Regions from separate parts of the Mus musculus genome. Here regions 1 and 2 are each linked to region 3. Evidence: chromatin contacts called from public HiChIP or PLAC-seq and promoter capture Hi-C data. All regions are on one chromosome and are shown on one strand. The core of a region is the stretch at or near the end of the contact, and the rest is flanking DNA. Distances in the headings are between cores, read along the strand shown. Region 1 overlaps Nav2 (neuron navigator 2). Region 2 overlaps Nav2 (neuron navigator 2). Region 3 holds the start of Prmt3 (protein arginine N-methyltransferase 3).

Region 1 (3,025 bases), core at 395-2,894, 180 kb after region 3:
TGGACCCACACCTTTGAAAGTTACAGTTTCTCAACTGAAAAAGAGCCCGTCTACTTAACAGGTGCCCTCTCTCTTATCTGATGGGACACCAGAAGCTAACGGCACTGCTGATGTGAAAGGTTGGAAGGCAGATCTGGATTAGAACCCAGGACTCAAACTTCCTTCTTGGGGCCTTTCCCTCTTACTTACCCACGGGACCACTTTGAATCAGCAGAAACGATATTACTGGAGCCTGAGAGCGGGGCTGTTCACCAGACCTCCCCATGTCAGCCTGGCCTAAGTTCATCATTCGCTCTGGTGGGTCCCCTCTCCCCGAGTCCCCTGAGTTACTCCAGGTCTTAGAATCTGATTTCTATCCAGGATGCCACCCACACTACCCCCACCTTAGATAAGCCCATCTCTTTATATTAGTGGCTTCCTCCTTCACTTTACCTCAGCACCTCCTATGACATTATCTTGTCAGATGTCAGCTCATTGTCTCCCCCATACCCCAGCCTAGCCTCTAGCCTAGTTTGCTGCTACAGCTCCCTTCATCAATCTTGGTTCTTGAATTCAGTCCAGCAGCCTAAAGCAGTTCAGTATGAGCAGGAACGATTTGGGAGAGGGGCGGGTGTGGACCCATGTGTGGATCAGGAGTGAAGAGGACACAGAAGTGGCTGGGGATGGTTACAGCTGAAGAAGCAAATTCAGATTAGAAGCCTCTCCCTACCGGGCCCTCTGAAGGAACAAGACTGCCTTTCCAAGGGGTCCCTCAAGGCCTTAGAACCACTAAGGCTGAGGCTGAGCATGCCCTTAGCACTCCTGAGGCCCAGTGGTTTTGTCCACACTTGCTCTTCATCCTTAGCCCCTGCACTATAGGCTCAGAGAACAACTGGGTTTCCAGAAACCAGGCCAGTACAATTGTCCCATAGGTCAGATTTTTTTTTCCCATTTTTTGGAGGGGAAAGCCAAAGCTGGCACAGGGGACTGCAGAAGGTGTCAGAGGACCTTGGTAACTGAGGAAAGGTCTCTGGGTGTCCTTCTGCAGCACCTGCCCTTAACACCCCCAGTCTACCCCCAACACCAGGCCTTCTGAATTGCTCCGCTCTGCAGACACCAGACACACTGGCAAGCGTTTCTGATGACAACGGGGAATGGGACCTGAGACTGAGTCATAAGGTAAGCATTCGTAGGTGCAGCAAACATTAGCTGTAAGAACAAAAAACATTTTCTTTTTTACAACCCTTCCTACATTCCACAGGATGTGGTCAAGGCCAGGTGGCCGTGAGTCAGTCTAAGGCAAGCAGAGGAAGTGTTGTGCAGCTTCCGGGCTCTTCTGCAGACTCTGGAGGGCAGCTGGACAGGCAGACAATCACTTTCCCCAGGGAGGAGGAAGCTGGTCTACTACTGGCTCAGGAATTAAGGATGATGCTAAGACACTGGAAACTAAGATTTGGGCTGCTGCGAACCTCCTGATCCTACAGGAAGCACAGGACTCCTGGATGTGCACGGCAGCACCAACATTCACATTTAGGAAGCACTTCTAGGCATGACTTACACACAGGTGACTTTCATTCACATATTCCAGAAAAAGATACTACCGCCTGCATGCTCTCCACTAGGGGGCGATGCGTTGTCATGTCCTGTCCCGCCCACACGCAAGCATTGCCTGAGTCTGATGGTAAAGGCTGGTGCCTGCAAGAATGACTTCCCTGTATTCTTTCCCTGTCTCCCCATGGGCAGCCCTCTTTCTGGCTCCTAACATGTGACAGCCCCCTTTGGAACCTATTCTGAGGTCTCCACCTCTTCTCAACTCATAGCCTTGGCTAAGGAAGGGCACACATGTTCTAAATGACAGTGTGCTTCCCTAGTGGCCACTGTGCAGGGGAGAGGTGAGGAGGGAAGGACCCCGTATGGTACCTGGCACACACTCAGCTTTCCCTCAGAGGGAGCCAAGGAGAGAGGGGAAGTGAAATGAGCTTTTTAAAAAATTAAGGACTTTTCTCATCTAGTGAAATCACAGGTAGAACCCTGCCTAACACTAAACCAGGCACAGCAGTGCACACCTTTAATCCCAGAACTCAGGAGGCAAAGGCAGGCAGATCTCTGTGGGTTCAAGGCCAGGCTGGTCTACACAGAGAGACTCTGTACCAAACAAACAACAGCAAAATAACACGTGTGTTAGCACGTGTCTACAATCCCTGCATGCTGGAGTTTGAAGTAGAAACATCAGAAATTCAAGGCTAGCCTGGGCTATATACAGAGTTCAAGGCCAGCTTAGGCTATATAAGACACTGTGCTTAAAACAACAAAAACCACCGGGCAGTGGTGGCGCACGCCCTTAAGGGATTAAGGAGGCAGAGGCAGGCGGATTTCTGAGTTCAAGGACAGCCTGGTCTACAGAGTGAGTTCCAGGACAGCCAGGGCTACACAGAGAAACCCTGTCTCGAAAAAAAACAAAACAAAACAAAAAAACACCAACAAAAACCCAGCAAACCCAACCAAAAAACTTTGCTTCCTGGCTACCTATAACACTTGTAAGTTACAGGAGACCCTAGGATGGCCTCATTGTCACAAAGTAGCTGTAGCTGTCACATTGCTCTGGACTCCAGCCCTCACTCAATCATGGTGGTCTGCTGAGGGAACTATGTTAAGGTCAAAGCTTTGGCTGGCCTTGGGTTTTCTTCCCTGTATTCTCTCAGGGCTGCAGGAGTGCCAGGACCCTGGTGTAAAGCCTGGTAGATCCTCCAACTTCCACCTTAACCCCGACAAGGAAACACGGCCAATCCTTATGAATCAGCAGACTTCAGGGCCGCCTCCTGTACTAATTTACCAGGCAGAGCTAGGAGATTTGGGACAGGGTGGTACTAGGCAATCCTAACCCAGCTGTCTCCCTTCACTGCTTCTACACTGAGGACATGTCCTTCAGATGACCTCTAAGAATGACACATCCACTTGGTCCCTGTCACAGGCAGGCCCTTCAGCAGCAGCCACTTTGAAGCCCCTCCTATCTATGCCCTTTGCTCTTGGCTGGATGAAGAGGAAG
Region 2 (2,969 bases), core at 417-2,916, 250 kb after region 3:
ATAAATCGCACAGCAGCACAGCAGAGCTCAGGAGTCAGGAGAGGCAGGATCCTCTCTAGACTTAAGTGTCCTCCAACCCATCCCAGGCCCCCCACGGCCCCCTGCCCTCTTACCACATCTCTGCAGTTAACTAAACTTCTGGGGAGTCAACACCAGCTGTACCAGACCTTACCTGCTAGCTCTTCCAGTTCAACTGAGGAGTCCCAGTGGGGCCCACTCTGCCACCGGCCCCCAACCCCCACCTCAGCCAGCCAGCTGCAATCAGTTGCAGGAAAAAAAAAGTCCAGACTGGTGGAACTTGTTTTCTGGCTATTGTTCAAGGCAATTGTTCCCTGAAACCCCAGGGCCTGATTGGAATGAAGTCCTCTGGTATGGATGAGCGAGCAAGCCCAGCTTTAGGCTTACCAGGAAAAGAAAGGGAAAGGTCGCTACCTGTATTCCCACCAAACAGGTATGTTAACTATTTCCTCACCAGCAGGCTGGCTCAGAGCATCTCCAACCCCCAACTGCTCCAAGGTCCCATTAGGGAAACCTTTTTCAAAAGCCTTTCTAGAATTCCTAGAAGGCCTTTCATAAAGGACCAGGGAGATGACAGAAAACCCTGCTTTAATTGATCTGTAGAAAGTCTGTTAATATTCCCAATATCCTATTTCCTTTAATTTCCATACTTCTATGATCAAAACAATAAGTAACATTAACAGCTAAGTATTGTGCCCAGCTGTTATTTAACATATTAACTTCCCAGTTATCATGAGCCAGATATAAGTAATTCATAATTATTCAGAGATGAGAAAACTGAGGAGTGGAGAAAATAGGTCAAAGGTCATGGAAGTGGGAACCTGCAAAGTGAATTGTGAGTATTCACTACAAGTGTTACAAGTGATGTGTGTATGATACATATACATATATACATACACACACACACACACACACACACACACACACATAATGTGTGTTCATATCCAAGGGCTCTGCAGGCCACAGAGCTAATACAAATCAGAGGATGAGGTTGGTCTGGTGTTTATCTTCCACCTTGTTTGGGGCAGGATCTCTCCTGAGTTCACTAGAACCCATGTGTTCACCAGGCTAGTTCAATGGCTTCCAGAGGTTTTCCTGTCTCCACCTCCTATATCACTGTAGTCCTGGGAGCCTTGCAATCACAGATTTACATGCTACATGGGCCCAGTCTGATACAGGTTTAGAACCCGTATCAACCTCAGAATCTAAGAAGCCAGATGAGGCTTGTCCTGACAGTGTCTTACCAGTGTTATCCTCTGAGCCACCCACCTTCCAAGTGCCCACTTCACAGGTTTTTAATACACGTCTACTCAATGTTCTAGAAGGTCTAAGAAGTGTTCCACACCACGGAAGACACAGCTAGTTGAATTTAAGAAAAATAAAACATACGTGGGGTTCAGCTATAGCTGAGAAACAGCATGACAAGGATTCCCAGCACGTGGGGAAGAACAACAACATAAGAGACCAAAGAAACAACAACAAAACAAAACAAAACCCTACAAGCTAGTCAACCTCTCTCTGGGGCCAGCATACTCTGTGTGTAGTTCTGGTAAAAAAAAAAAAAATACCCAGAAGTTTAATTTGAACTTTGCAAGGGCAGAGTTTAAATCCCAAAGTCAGCAAGCTTCATTGGCCTAGACATGGGCCAGGATGCCGCTAAACTCAAGAGGCACACAGAGGTTGTGCCAGCTCTGCAGAGAACCAAATAGGTCTTTGCTGGAATCCAGGCGCCAATTACCTTGTTAGAGCACCCTCATTTCTGGTCTCCCATGTGGTCCTGTGCTAATGACACCCGGTTCAGTTCTCACAGACCTTTTGTGAGAATTAAAGGGTTTGATGGGTTCTCCGGACACACCAACTCAGGGCAGCTGTAGCCCAGGTTGCAAGGAACCTGCACGGTACGGTATGGGAGGGAGGTGTCACTGACATTGTGAAACAGGCAGTAAAGTCTGGGGTTTTTTTGGGGGTGGTGGTGGTGGTGAATAGTGCTCCTTGCTGTTGTCTGTGGACAAGGTCTCAAGGGAGAAGCACTTCTATTGATGGTGCCAGGTGCAAGCCCAGTCACTTGGGATGAAGAGAGGGAAACAGAAATGCCACCAAGAGGGCTTAGAGGGGATTTAGCAGAGATGAGATTGCTCCGGGCTTGGGTTTCACCCCTCAGCACCTTTGTTCCATTTGGGTAACCCACTCCTGGACAAGTAGGTGGTCCCTCCGAGCAAGCGTGAAATTCTCCCTCTGGCTTCAGGGGCTTGGCATGGTTGGGAACCCTAGGCTTTGGTCTGGATGCCTCAGACCCTCATTGTTGTAACAGGCACCAGAGTGTCTGCTGACCTCAGCTACACAAAGCCTTCTCTCCTCCCAGGCTCCACCATGCTCAGCTTGAGCCACTGCCAGTCACTAGCCAGCATGGGCCGAGGTTCTCAGCAAACTCAGCCTCACTTTCAATTTCCCAGAAGGGGTTTCCCCTAAACTGAACATCCACAGATCCAGCCGTCATCGCAAGGCATGCAAACAGTGAACACTCGCTGACTAGGGAGAAGAGTTTTAATAACAGGTTCCAGGCACCGGTTCAGTATCCTGTGGATGTCAGCCGACTGTGCTATCGCTAGCGAGTACTAAGGTCTTTTATATAGATGGGGAAGGGGAGCCCTCAGATGCCAAGCGAGCTGAGTAGGGTCCTCTCACTTCATGTATTAGCAACTCTGGTTCCAGAATTCCTGGGAACCACATCAAGGGGAGAAAAAAAATCAATCTGCTTTGGCAGGGGGAAGGGTATTAAGAAATCAGAGCATCCACCTGCTCTCCAAGCCAAGGACACAGGTCATTTGAAAATTGTGAGCTAAAGGAAATGGGGGGGGGGGGATTCCCAGAGAGGCCAACTAGTTGGCCACCTTAAATCTACGGAGGTCGGGGGCTGGGGTACATGGGGTCTCGACCTCCTCATAAATTCT
Region 3 (2,717 bases), core at 86-2,585:
TCTTTTGTATGTAACCTCCAACACTGAAGGACACGAACGAATATACAGCAGAGACTCCGCACTTCACTTCTGTATGCCTAGCACACAGGCAACTCTCAATGTCTGCCAAGACAGGTCATCTGGATCATCCTCGCAGCCTATCACAGGGCACTGCACCACAGATGCTCAATAAATACAATAAATACGAGTGTGCAGTCATTCTCCTCTCCAATGAGGCGCCACCTAGGACCACTAATATGCCACCAGTCAGCACCAGGAACCGACACAGGGGGCGGGACCCAGCAGCGCTAGTCAACATCAATCACCCCTTTTTCAGCCAAGTCACTTCCATCTAAGATGCAGGATTTTAAGTGAAAAGAAGGTGTGTCCTAGGAATATAAACAGCAGCTTCGTGACCTTGAACAAGTTGGTGGCTCTGCAGCCTCATTTTCCCCTAAGTACAAAGAGCATCAGTTCCTCCCTCAATCATGGAAGTGAGCTAGTTCTGTCTAAATGGCTCAGTTGAATGTTACATGAGAAGAGAACGTCCTATTATAGGATGGTAGAAATGGAAGCGCGCTTCCAGTCTATGCGCTTTCAAAGTCTGGTATCCAAGGAACAGAATGAAAAACACCCAGCCTTCATGGAATCCCTAATTTAGGACTAAGGTGTGAAGTTCAGATTTTTTCTGGGTGTGTTTTCGAGAGGGTCTAGCTTGGTGACTCAAGGCTGGCCTGGGATTCCTGACCATTCTCCTGCCTCAGCCTCCAGAGTGATGGTATGCCAGGCCTGACTTAGTATGGGGGGTGGGGGGGGGGAATTAGAGTGAGGGGTGGGGTTGACTGGGCTGCAGAGGCAAACCCAGAGCGCGGTCCCCGGCTCCGCCCCCCCCGGACCACGTGAGCAGCCCCTTGTCAATCAACCGTCCCGCGCGGGCCGGAGCCTCGGGCCCGCCACGTGCTCGCTGGCGCTGCGGCGCGCCTTCCACACCGGCACGAACCTGTCACAGAACAGGCAGGGTGTGTGCTGCCGGCCGTGCGCGGGCTCAGTGTCCGCGTCCTCGTCCTCCCAGCCCGCGTCGTCTCCGCTGTCCGACAGTTCCAGGGGCTCCGGCCCCAGCTCGGCGCCACGGCCTGCAGAGCACACACGGTCAGCACCGAGACCCGCGCCCGCCCACCCGCGCCCCGCCGCCCTACGCGAGGGGGCACCCACCGTTCCCCGCCGCTAGCGAACACATGGCCGCCGACCAAGCGCGCGGCCGCACAGCGCGGCACCGGAGCCGGGAACGAGCGGCGCGGGTGCGCGGGAGCCCCCAAAGCGATCCACACGCGGAGCGTGAACCGTCCGGAGAGCGCTTCCGGGTCACGTGGGCGTAGGGGGCGGGGCACCGCTCTCCGGCTTGGACGCTTGCGCAACCGAGGCGCCGGCGCTTACAAGGTTGAGCACCGACTTATCGCAGCGCCCTCTGGCGGCAGAGATGGCCAATGCAGGCCAGGCTCGGAGGCTCTGGGGAAGACAAGAAAGCCCCTTAAATTAACCTGTATGCTGATGTATGTGGGTGTGCACTCAAGCCCCACACCCCTACTAGGGGTTAAAGTGATAAAGTGAGAACCATGGGCTTTACAAACACCCTAAGTTTGAACTCTATTTCTGAATGCTTGAATTCTAAGCATGAGCAGGTAACCTGCCTTCTCTTGGCCTCAGTTTCCTGACTGGTAAAGCACTCTCATGACTGCAGTAACCTGATGGTTATGGTAAGACTTACACGTGTGTGAAAAGTTTAGGCATTAACTTGAGCCTATACAATGGAAACAGGTGGACTGTGTGATATGTGCCAACAAATGCTCTCTGCCCTGCCTGTGGGGTTAGGGAGGATACCAGGGTTCCCGAGTCTCAGGCTGCCTCCTTTCTAATATTCCTAGTATCTAACAGTGGAGTTCCCTTAGGCAGGTGGGAAGCAGTAATTCTGGGTAGGTAAAGCCTCCAGGCTGCAGATGAGGCTGGACTCTGCATGGGGCATGTTTGAGGACATGGCCAGCTAGGCCTGCATAGTATAGTGTCAGACAGCTCAGTTCAACTTCCCACCATGCACACCCTCGAGCCAGTGTACTGCTGATCACTGAAGCTCTTTGGTGGGCAGTTCCTCTTCCCCTCTGTTGTGTTTTATAAAAAGATAAAGGGAGAAGGGATATGTTTTGGTGGAGGTGTAGTCAGGTGGGGGGGGGGGGGGAGTGGTGCCTCTGCGGGCCCATGCTGAGGCACCTCTTCCCCCTGAGGGCATGGTATAGTAATAGTATAGAATAGAGTTTATTCAGGGCATGGGGAGGGGAGTTAAGAAGGTAATAGAGACAGAAAAAGGCAGAGAGAGAGAGAGAGAGAGAGAGTAGCGGATTAGAGGAGTAGAGGCCAGCCATGAGCACGTGGAGAGAGAGGGGGGAGGGAATGGGGAGAGAGGGGGGCAGGAGCCAGAAGGCAAGAGGACTCAGAGGGGACAAGCAGCCCCTTTTGTAGTGACTCAGGCATACCTAGCCAGGTAACAGGGGGGGGGGTGCTAACACCCTCCCCCAACAGGATTTTGCTCACATCATAATTTTTTAAAATATTTTTGAGAATATCACACAGTGTCTCTTGATCATATGCCTCCCACTCCTCCTCTTAATTCCTCTCAGATCCATCCACTCCCATGGCCCTACCCCTCACCTTTATATCCTTTTAAAAAACAATAACATGGATTCCAG

What was found. Promoter capture Hi-C pulls out the DNA fragments that hold promoters and counts their contacts. HiChIP or PLAC-seq counts read pairs in DNA pulled down with a chosen protein or histone mark.
Region 1: a promoter capture Hi-C map of pre-B cells shows a contact between it and region 3. The contact joins the enhancer-like site here to the promoter of Prmt3 in region 3. A contact is called at or near these places in 11 of 39 promoter capture datasets (the C10 cell line, cranial neural crest, embryonic stem cells and 5 more), 1 of 15 datasets of contacts at CTCF or cohesin (embryonic stem cells), 3 of 484 Hi-C or Micro-C datasets (embryonic stem cells and granulosa cells), 23 of 115 datasets of contacts at active chromatin or transcription factors (the 230-238 cell line, acute myeloid leukemia, bone marrow-derived macrophages and 15 more) and 3 of 9 other capture datasets (adipose tissue, liver and pancreatic islet).
Region 2: a contact with region 3 is called in an H3K4me3 HiChIP or PLAC-seq map of embryonic stem cells, with 16 read pairs. The contact joins the enhancer-like site here to the promoter of Prmt3 in region 3. A contact is called at or near these places in 4 of 39 promoter capture datasets (the C10 cell line, liver and pre-B cells) and 4 of 115 datasets of contacts at active chromatin or transcription factors (cardiomyocytes, embryonic stem cells and stem cell-derived neural progenitor cells).

What each region holds. Positions count from the first base shown.
Region 1 is chr7:49,599,985-49,603,009 of GRCm38.p6, reverse strand. The region is part of intron 37 of Nav2 (neuron navigator 2); the gene reads right to left. Among named protein-coding and RNA genes, the nearest start is that of Dbx1, 35 kb to the left of the region's middle. Within about 2 kb of position 1,644, at least 132 of the 459 cell types and tissues checked have an H3K27ac peak or open chromatin away from gene starts, as enhancers often do. A contact at or near this core is called in acute myeloid leukemia, bone marrow-derived macrophages, double positive thymocytes and 8 more, where this site is marked.
Region 2 is chr7:49,524,983-49,527,951 of GRCm38.p6, reverse strand. All of the region lies in intron 11 of Nav2 (neuron navigator 2), which reads right to left. Among named protein-coding and RNA genes, the nearest start is that of Gm32694, 33 kb to the left of the region's middle. Within about 2 kb of position 1,666, at least 31 of the 459 cell types and tissues checked have an H3K27ac peak or open chromatin away from gene starts, as enhancers often do. A contact at or near this core is called in embryonic stem cells, liver and stem cell-derived neural progenitor cells, where this site is marked.
Region 3 is chr7:49,776,976-49,779,692 of GRCm38.p6, reverse strand. Prmt3 (protein arginine N-methyltransferase 3) reads right to left here and starts at 1,335. Exons shown (of 16, transcript NM_133740.2): 1 at 1,192-1,335; 2 at 980-1,112. The coding sequence starts at 1,216.